2 separate regions of the Triticum aestivum genome follow, and region 1 is linked to region 2. A link is a contact called in public Hi-C data. All regions are on one chromosome and are shown on one strand. The core of a region is the stretch at or near the end of the contact, and the rest is flanking DNA. Distances in the headings are between cores, read along the strand shown.

The links. A called contact is a pair of places that touch in the nucleus more often than the background predicts.
Region 1: a Hi-C map of leaf shows a contact between it and region 2, with 4 times the contacts expected there. The contact joins the promoter of LOC123157184 here to the promoter of LOC123160160 in region 2. A contact is called at or near these places in 2 of 5 Hi-C or Micro-C datasets (both in leaf).

What each region holds. Positions count from the first base shown.
Region 1 is chr7B:226,122,021-226,127,383 of IWGSC CS RefSeq v2.1, reverse strand. It overlaps LOC123157184 (uridine kinase-like protein 2, chloroplastic), which reads right to left and starts at 2,988. Exons shown (of 14, transcript XM_044575439.1): 1 at 2,530-2,988; 2 at 2,348-2,439; 3 at 1,856-1,925; 4 at 1,638-1,756; 5 at 1,106-1,202; 6 at 858-937; 7 at 277-417; 8 at 107-190. The coding sequence starts at 2,713.
Region 2 is chr7B:225,686,067-225,691,404 of IWGSC CS RefSeq v2.1, reverse strand. LOC123160160 (triacylglycerol lipase 2) reads left to right here and starts at 3,992. Exons shown (of 8, transcript XM_044577971.1): 1 at 3,992-4,246; 2 at 4,341-4,451; 3 at 5,095-5,235; 4 at 5,332-5,338. The coding sequence starts at 4,076. LOC123159247 (a long non-coding RNA gene) reads right to left here and starts at 3,216. Exons shown (of 2, transcript XR_006479582.1): 1 at 3,056-3,216; 2 at 2,367-2,970.

The DNA of each region.
Region 1 (5,363 bases), core at 1,739-4,238, 440 kb before region 2:
AGTCGACTACATTTATGAACTATGCAGCTTAACTTTGCCACTGGACTCAAGGAATTTATCCAAGAAAGGACAAAGAGGTAGGGGTTATGAGAAACAAGACCATTACCAGACGAATCAGCCGATCTGAATAGAAGACAAAATCAGGAGTCGTAATTTCCCGGTCACGAATGAGGGTATGCATTCCCCGTATCTGTCCAGATAAAATTTTAAGAGCTCAAGTTTGGAAACCTAAGTACCACTATAAATCTTAAAGAGCAACAGTTACGATAAATATACCTGGAAAGTTGTCTGAACTACACAAACATTTGGATATAATTTGCACAAGTCATGTTGTCCAAGTTTTGTACGAATATGTTGCGCAATTAAATCAATGGCAACATGGTTATCTCCTCCTCGTGGTATGATCACATCAGCATACTTCTTGGAAGGCAGGATAAAATCATCAAAGGCGGGCTTCACAAACCTCCCGTACTAATTATTTCATTAAAAAATTGTGTTAAAAAGGATAATGACATGCATGTGTATCTCAATATACTTCATTTCTTTCATGCGGCATATTTGTGTGGGGGGGACAATGGCAGAATGATAGGTGAAGAGTTGGAGACGACAATGATATACCTGTGTAGTGTCATGGGTATAAGAAGATTATAGTCTGTTGAAAGGCTAACTCATAGATACCGAAGAGAGATGGCCGCATGATAGAGAAATAATAATTTAAATTGCATGCAGACCTTATATTTTGAAACAGCAGGATACTGTATGCCTTATGCGTTGAAGCTTAGGGAGTTAATATACTTTGAATAGAATAAGGCTAAGAGATCCAAAAGTGAAGCAGACGAGACTGGTGGTAGAATTACCTGCTCAAGCACTGAGAGAACATCTCTACCTCTTTCAACTGTATCACGCCTTATTCTTCGGGCAAGCCTAATATCAGCATCTAAACCGATCCATAATGGTCAACAGAAGAAAGGGTGAGCGGTCAAATAATAGCTATAAATATGACTAACCAAACAAAACGGTAGGACACTCAGAGCATGCAATGTCTCCAATATTGTAGCCATGATGTTATGAATCATATATGCAACCAAATAGAACAGCAACAAACCTGTGTCAACGAAAATTTTCATGTCCATCAAGTCACGCACCCTTTGATCATGAAAAACCAAAATGCCCTCCAGAATGATGACATCTGATACATTGACCTAACAAAAAAGCCGATGATCTATTCATAAGAGGAATTATGGACCTAGTTAACAATCATAACCATTTGATTTGGCTTGAATTAAGAAAAGGCATCAAACAGAGCACCAACAACACTAGACATCATTGTTTAACACAAGCTCTCGTGTTCTTCTACAGATTAACAATAGAAGAGCTAGGGACATGGTCATACAGCAGATCATTAGCACCTTCGTAAATTGTAGATTTTACTTAAATTGAGGTAGTAAAACAATAATTTCTTAGATTCATGCCTTTCATGTCATCAATTTTCATCTTTTTTTTTGCAGGTTATCAGTTTTCATCTCATCCAGATATTCTACAGAAAACATTTGTATACAAATTTACTCACCAATAACTACATTCACAAAGGCATTATCACTTTCACATAAATGGTTGATTATGCAGTCAGTTATCACCTTTCTAAAGCTCTCAGAGCATCGTCGATGATTCTTGAAATCATATATAGGAATATTAACAGACTGTCCACTCTTTAGCTTTCCCATGCACTCCAGAAGCTGATCAGTATCAAATGCATCTGCAAGCAAGAAAATAAAATCTTATCCTTATGTAAAAAGTAAAGTGGATTCAAACCCCGTGGTAAAAAGAAGGCATAGATTTTCGTCACATCAAGTACCAGGGTGATCAAAGTTGTACTCTTCCACATGTTCAGATTCCTCCTCAGTTAAACCGCGGTAGAACGAATCCTGCAAAGTTGCAACCAAAGCTTAGTTATACTTGCTCCTGGGATGCTTGGAAATAAGGTTTCTGCAATTGGTGGTGTGTACCATGATGTGTTTTAATAGTTGGATCAGATTTAATTCAACAGAAAAATGGATGCGTCTTGGAAGCGATGTAATAACGGATAGTTTGAGTAATAACGGATCGATCCAATTCCCCGAACAAAAGCACCAATAGAACAGTTGGAATCATTTAGTGTAGTAATTAATGTGCGCCATCATCAGAGTAGAGTACAGGATTCCAACTCCACCCACTGATCTCTAAAACTGAACAAACGTAACAGGCACTACACGAGCATATGGACATCGCAGAGCAGCACCAACGGAGGAGATAAAAAAGGCAGAGCAGAAAATAAGCACAATCCGACGGGCAACGAGCAGCAGCTGACCTGGCTGACGAGCAGGACGCGGTGGTCGTGGAGCTGCTGGATGATCATGTCGCACACCGTCGTCTTCCCCGACGCCGTTCCGCCGCACACCCCTTTGAAAACGAACCAAAAGGAAGAAGAAGAAAAAAACTGAAAACAGAACCAAGACGGAGAAACTGCAGGAGAGAGCCGCGGAGGGGTACCGATGACGAACGGCTGCCTGGGCGTGGGGGACGCGAGCCCGCTGGGCGCGGCCGCGGAGGCGTCGGCCGCGCCGTTGCAGGTGGCGGAGGAGGGCGAGGAGGGGAGGGAGGAGGAGAGGCGGCGCGAGTCGCGGCGGAGGCCGCTGAAGTGGGCCCCCACCGCCGAGTCCAGGACGTCCTCCATGGGTCAGCTCCGCGGTCGCGGGCGTGGGCGTGGGCGAGGCGAGCTGGCGATCGCTGTGGCGAGCTCGGAGGTTTTGACACGGGGATGAGGCGGGTTTTGGGTGGGGGAGGGAGGACGGGGACGTGGTGGTGGCGAAAGGAGGACGCTGCGTGGAGCCGGCTTCGCGTGCACCCCGCCGTGAGGCGGCTGGACTCCGTGGACGCGGAGGCGGGCCGGGTCTCTGGACGGCGCACCAAGAAGCGGTGCACGGAGGTTGTGGCGGGCGGAAGAGGAGGGGCATATCATATTTCTCCGTGACGCGCCGGGGAATATGTGGGGTAGATTCTGTTTTTTCTGCGCCTCGCAGCTGCTGGTCCTCCTCTCCTGTTGCTTAGCAGGGGAAAATAAAGCGGATTGCTGGTCCTGTTCGGTGCTCCGATTTTGCTCTCCTTCCATTTACTACTACTATTTCCCTGGTTTCCATTTCTACTCCACAAAAGTTTGTGCGTGTGCTTTCATTGGAGGCTCGCAAGCTGCACCGCTCGATGCACGTTTGACCGACCCGTAAAACGCTGCTTCTGCCTTCGTTTGCCTCCCTCGGTGTGATCGACGCACTTGTCTCTACCCATTTGTTGCGTTGCAGTACAGTATCGTGGTGGTTCGTGGAGCATTACTGTTCCAGCCAGTAAACAACGACTCGCCTTTTTTTGGGGACTGCTGACACGACACTGTGGATAGGACCATGGCAAAAAAGAAACGAGGAGTATGAGTATGACGCGAAGGTGCGGCGTCACGAGGTGCCCAGTTGGGCGCGGATCTGACCGACCCCGTTTAAAAAGTACGTATACTCTGCGAAAAAACGAAAACTATATGGACGAGAGGAGGGGAGAGGGGTCGCTTTAACTTATCAAGCCGGGAAAGTGCGTATACGCGTAACCAGACGAATAAGTTTAGGCTGCTGGCTCTGTCGTGCTCGTCTGAGTCAATGCCAGAGTGATTAAAAATGTAGGACTACATGTCCTCTTTTTCAAGGGGCAGCACTACAAAAAAAATCACATTTTTTTAGAAGAATATTTTTTGCCAGCTGTATGTAACACATGGCGAATCCTATTCTGCAAACATTGAATTGAGGGCTATCTTTTTTTAGATATAAATTTAAGGGGAATCATGTTCTGCAACTTGGTCTCGGAAAGGCGAAGCTGCCCTATTATTGGTCGGTCCAGTGCGGATGCCTTTTTTTCTTTCTTTTTTTTACTGTTTTTGCTCATTTCTTTTGTTTCTCCTTCGCTCAATTTTTTCCCTTTTTTTTCCTGTTCTCCATACATCTTTTCCTACTCCCTCTTTTTTTCCTTTCTATGTGTTTTCTATTTTATTTTTTAAAAACATAAATGTTTTATAAAAAAATCATGGATTTTTATATTGCAGAAACATTTTCGAATTTCAATAATACATTTATTAAATTTTAGTGAAAACTTGAAAATGCGGATTATCTTTGTAATTTGTGAGATTTTCTATTTTTTTAATAAATTCATTGATATTTTATTAAAATCATTAACTTTTCTTGACTCTGTGAAATAAAAAAAAATGTAAAGCTAGCTCAAAACGGGGCATGGACCCGGCTAATGCACATCCTGTGCGTACAGGCGGGCGATAATAAACCAGTTGAGATCAGGCAATGGGCCAGCCCACAGTATCCCATAGTCCCAGCCCATGGGGAGGGGGGGGGGGGGGGGGGGGGGGGGAGCTTGCGCTTGCAGCCTGTAGGCCAAGGCCTGGTAGGAAAGTTAAGTTGACCAAACCTCCCACACTTGAATGACGAAGGAAGTTGTTTGCCTAATCTGCCAGGCTGCAACCGACACTTGGAGACACACACTTCTTGACTTTAACATGTCTAAGAGCGTGTGGTCACTCCGAGATGATGATGATGACTCGTTGCTCCTAGTATGCAGTCACGAGACACCGGACCTGAAACTTCCGTTGCATGGCCTATGCAACACACTAAGCAAAGACAAGTTCATCTCTGCCCTTCCAACTCTTTAAGTGATCTGGTGGGTGCGACAGAAAGCCATTAACAAGCATGAAATCCAAGGCCCCCTGACACTGCACTTGTTCATTGAGCGTTATTTAAATGAGCTACATCAGCTCCTAGGGAAGCACCACATGACCAGACCGCCAAGTGCAAATGCATACAAGACGACACCAGCATGGATACTGCATGCAGTGGGGGAGACTAAACTGAACGGGGCAAATGCCCTTTGAACATGGACTTGGTTGTAAATAAAGTGAGGATATATAGCATCTCACTGTGAGAGTCATCAAGAACCAACACAAGGTGCACCGAGGGGAGGGGTAATGCATGATCTTACAAGAGATAAATGAACGTTGCATGGAAAATAAAAAAAAAAATCTACGCACACGCAAGATCTATTCATGGAGATGCATAGCAACGAGAGGGGAGAGTGTGTCTATGTACCCTCATAGATCATAAACGGAAGCGTTTATTAACGCGATTGATGTATATTGGGGAACATAGTAATTCAAAAAAAAAATTCCTATGATCACGCAAGATCTATCTAGGAGATGCATAGCAACGAGACGGGAGAGTGTGTCCACGTACCCTCGTAGACCGAAAGCGGAAGCGTTTAGTAACGTGGTTGATGTAGTCGAACGT
Region 2 (5,338 bases), core at 2,743-5,242:
GTTTCGTGACTAACTAGTCAGTAGGATGTAGCTTTTGATCTACACTACACACCCCGCCTACTGCATATTGTGTACAGTATATATGGTGCAGACAACACCTTCTGAAATCGCTTACAACCAGAAGGACACTATTTACCGATTGTTCACATATGTTCCTGTTGGTTTTGCGATTGTCACACATATATAGGTGAAACTAATCAACTACCAGCTTTAAAGTTTGCTTCGAACAATACATGTACCTAGAATCCACATTCCCACAATCACACTGTGTATTCTGATATATATTTTTACATCTAATCATGTATCAGGCTACTGCTTGAGATGCAACGACTCTAACAGATGGCGAGGATGGAACACACAATTGCCATGGTAATTTTCGTGAATAATTTTTTTTTGCAGAAACATTTATAACACACAAATGGAACACAAATTGCCATGGTAATAATTGACGATATAGAAAGCTAGTGGTATGAGAAGAGAATGCAAAAGATTACAAAGTTATGTTGGTTTAGCAGACAACATTATCAACTTTTTGGGTCTGGTATAGAACTGACCATAAACACCGTTACCATGGGCGCATACTTAACAATTTCTCAAACTCATCGGCAGCCACCAACCTAGAAAACACATCAGTCCCGCATATTCTCTCACCACCTAGAGAAAACAAACGCCAATATGTGACATTGTAGCACCAATATAATACATGTTGCCATCAACCAAGAAACTCACATAAATATGAGTTAATTATTGGATAACACAGAATCACACTGCCAAGACAGCCCATCAAAACACTGCATTATAAAAAAGAAAGCACACACCATCTTCCCCATGCGCCAAACGAAGTAACAAACAAAATTTATGAAATCCCAACAATACCAATGGCACAACGAATCATCGTTCAACCCTTCTAGTTGTAGATAATGCACACATGCATGTGGGTCTTGTGTGGCACATCTCAACTCCTTCATTTCATGCCACTCTTCAACTTTATAGATTGATTCGCTATTAGTTATTTGTCATGCTTTATTTTTTTTGGTAGTGAATCCCACAAGAAATATGCCAATGCAAGTGGAAGCTAAGGGTGGTACTAATACATCCGGTGTGCCTAAGTTTATGAAAAAAAAACACTCCCGACAACACCAAGTGGCGCAATGTTAATTACTATTTTTGTTTCACTTTATGATATTAAAAAAACATATTTGAAAAATATTTTTCCTTATTGTTCATGCAGCTACTCCAGTGTTTTTACCCCGTGGGGCATTCGCCAGTTAATATATACAAGACACAACTCTTCCCAATCAAAATGTAACTATTGACCATGCATGCCTACAATTCGAGCTAAAGTTTGGTGGCAGGCACAGGAGTATATATAACATTATGATTGCTGTATGTTGTGGCAACAAAAAGAAGGGAATTGCTCCACCATTGTATGCCCCACTAGCCATGTGTGTGTGTGTGTGTGTCAGTGTGTGTTTTGCGCAATATCCTTCTGCTACAACACATATATACATGGACATCCGAAAGCAAGTCAGTCAAATTGGTTATTTCTTTTGATCCATACTATTAATTGTCGATGCTTTAGTGCTACAATGGATTCGGGGGAGTACGAAAATAATGCGAAACATAGAGTACACCGCTCCCGCGATGACACGATGTATTGCATTGTTTGACTCATTATGACACTTGGAGACCTCTAGCTTTTATACTGCATCTCAGTGTGTGGACCAGGTACTAAGCATTTGAACACGCAGCGGCATGGAGATGATTCACTCGACGTTTTGTTGCGACCTATTACAGGTGTCACTCTACAAAGGCACGTCGACATCGAAGAAAGAAGTGAGACTACTCCTTCCTGAGAGCAGCGATATGGGTCATACTACCATATAGTAGCACTATCTAAGCCGTTGGATGGCATCTATCACGCAGGTTTGGCGCATTCAATGCTCTATGTGCGATCGTGAGAAAATAGAGGAATTGGCATGGGGGCCACCGTATGATGCAGAGCTACTGTGTGAATACGGGGGACACGTGAGTCGGCCCCCGGCCAGAAACTCACGAAGCTGACGGAGTTGGACCACCGGTACTTGTACAAAGATAGGTCCTGGACCATGGTCCAGAATTTTTCTTGGCAGCCTTAAAAGGCCCATAGGGCGGGAAAAAACGAAAATACGTTGCTCCTCCCTGGTTTTATCATCTCGAAGCATCCCCCCTCCTGTTTTTTTTGTTTTTTGTTTTTTTAGAATTACCCCGTTCTCCTGTTTTGCGCGGTGCAGTTATGGCTGGCCTTTCCCGACTGATGGCTGATAGTGCGCAGGCTCTCTGGGTGAACGCATGGCATGCTGCTCTGTTGCAGTGAAAAACGAGCGTCAGAAACAGTTGGGCGATCTCATTGAAAAGTAAAAAATAAATCACGGCGATTACATAACACATGGATACACATTTTAAGCTGATTTGCGCATAACAACAGGGTACATTTTCAGGCCAACACCAGTTAACACATATTCAAACCAAGACATTTGCAGTACCACATGTCTGGTCTGACGGATCTGAATCTAATTGAGACTAGTAACTAAACACACACACAACAAACATTAGCGGTACTACTAACTCGACTTTCGACCCAAAAGCATGACACCAATGGCGCCTCTCACTTGAAATACACGACTGCCAGTGTCCGGACAGACATGCCAAGCAAGAACACAAAGAGCATCAAGATAGTGGCGAGCATGAGCAGCGCAATCCTGGAGAAATCAACAATGGTGCTGGCCTTGGCCGGGGTGACATGCTGGCATCCATTCGAAACAGAACAACCGATGAACTCTGGGACTCCTTCCTGACGCGAGCTCCGGTGTTGCAGGCTAGCAGCCCAGGAGAAGCTGGGGATGGTGGGCGCGGCAAAGACCAAGATCTAACGGAATCCAGCATAGCAGGATAAATCTCTTGCCACTCGGAAAGCCCACACTGACGAGACTGAAAAATAGAAGAACAAAAAATCAAGAACTGCACTAACGTAAAGATGAAGGACCAGATCTGAGTTTGAGATTCAGGAACTCACACTCCAAAGGATGCACCAGTAGTACCGATCACCTGGCTTTTTCCCGCATGGGGTCAGCTCGGTGCCCGGCAGCGGAGGAAGAAGAAGCGGACATGGCAGCGAAAGACCTTGCGCAATGGGGATCCAGATTGACCCGGGAGAGGATAAGGCTGTAAATAAATACAGTTGCCCGCATCGTTGCTTGTCCAGTGGGCCCACTTCGGAAGGAGATAGGCCGGACCAGGTGCTCCATATGCCGGTCCAAGAAATCTCACGTAGCAAAGACCGTACTGGGCCGAGTTAGCTGGGCCTCATAAATGACATCAGACAAACTAGTTTGCCACTATGCAGAAATGAGTGGCCGAGCTGAATACTTGGTCATATACATGCATGATTGTGCATCTCGAGGAAAACCAACCGCTGAGATAATAGTACTATATGGTAGTATGACCCATATTAAATTTTCGCTCCTTAATCATCTATCCACAACAGTACAGGAAGTGCACCCATGTAGTAGCTAGGGTTACTTGACTGGGACATATGTCGATCCCGTTTCACCATTTCAGACTGTCGATCAGTTACCTTCGGAGAGCCCGGTACAGCACTGCAGTTACACACTTGCTAGAATTTAGCAAGACCAAATAGCTTGTGGAAACGCACGTATGCTAAATAAGCGGACGTGCAGCCGTGCAAGCAAGGCAGCATGGCCGGTGCTCATCCCCAGGGCCGAGCTGAGCCAACCAGTTAAAGGTGTCGAGTCGAAGAAAGCAAGAGGAAACCATGCAGGAATCTCGTCCCGCTCACCGGCCGGCCCATCCGTTCACACGCCAGGCGCAGCCCACCTCGCCGGCCGGATCACTCGCCCTGCACTAACCTCGGTCGCCTCCATCCGCGCCACCTTGCTCGCACTTTAAATACCCCCTCGATCGCGCGCACTCGATCAGCACTATCCGCGCACCACCGCCACCACCAAGGCACAGACCACAGAGGTAGCTAGCTAGTGGAGTGGTGGACGCCCCGCCGCGCGCACGGGCAGCAAGCATGGGCCCTGCGGCGGTCATCGTGCTGATCATCCTCTGCGCCGCCGCCGCCGCCGAGGCCCGCGTCCCGGCCGGCCACCTCGCGACCAGGCGGCGCGACAGTGTTCCCGCGGGCGTGGGCGCGTGCGCGCTGGCCGTGGCCCCCTTCGGCTACCCCTGCGAAGAGCACACGGTTCGGACTGATCTTGACACAGATCGATCAGATGTTCCCGTCGTGTTAGAAGATGACCCGCCGTTGATTTATCGACCTGTTGATTGGAGTGTAGGTGACGACGGTGGACGGGTACATCCTGAGCCTGCAAAGGATACCGAGGGGGCGGCGCGCCAGCGGCGGCGGCGCGGGGCAGCCGGTGCTTCTGCAGCATGGCGTTCTCACGGTACGCGTATAGCCCCGTAGACTTCCTCCCATAAGTTAGGATCATCGGGGCATGCATGACGCCAAACACTGTTTCATGATGGATGGCGTCATGAACGCAAGCGGATGCCGCGTCGTGTGGCACAAACTTAAAAGGATGTGATCGGTGCCGTCATGCGTGCCCTTGAGTCGGTAAATTTGACAAATTTAATCTATAGGCGAAATCAAATCATAGAATGAACTATCTGTGAAACTATTTCACGCGGCTGACCTTTTTGTGTGACGCCCGACACGACGGCGCCACACTACACTGTGCAACGCCTTAGAGATAGGCGCTACACGGCCAGCATCGCACCCATGTGTTCAGAAAATTACTAAGTCAGTGTGCAGCGCCTGAGAGCTAGGCACCACACTATACAGTGTAGCGCCTAGCTCTTGGGCGTTGCACTAGTGCAGCGCCTAGCTCCCGGGCGTTGCACTAGTGCAGCGCCTGAGAGCTAGGCGCCACGGGTCAGCCGCGTGAAATAGTTTCACGGACAGTTCATTCTGTGATTTGATTTCGTCTATAGGTCAAATCTGTTAAATTTGCCCCTTGAGTCTGCACGTTTGGGACTTTGGGTGTGACACAAAAATAACGGCGCCGGGGTATGCATGCATGCATGCAGGACGGCATGACATGGCTGCTGAGCTCGCCGGAGGAATCGTTGGCGTACATCCTCGCGGACAGCGGCTTCGACGTGTGGGTGGTCAACAACAGGGGCACCAGGTGGAGCAGCCGCCACGTCTCCCTCGACTCCTACTCCCGGGTACCTACTCCTACTACAGTAGTCAAGGATGGATGGATACCCTGGCCAATTAAATTAGTTGTCCTGATTAATTAACGTTGCACCTATCGTGGGCAGAGGTACT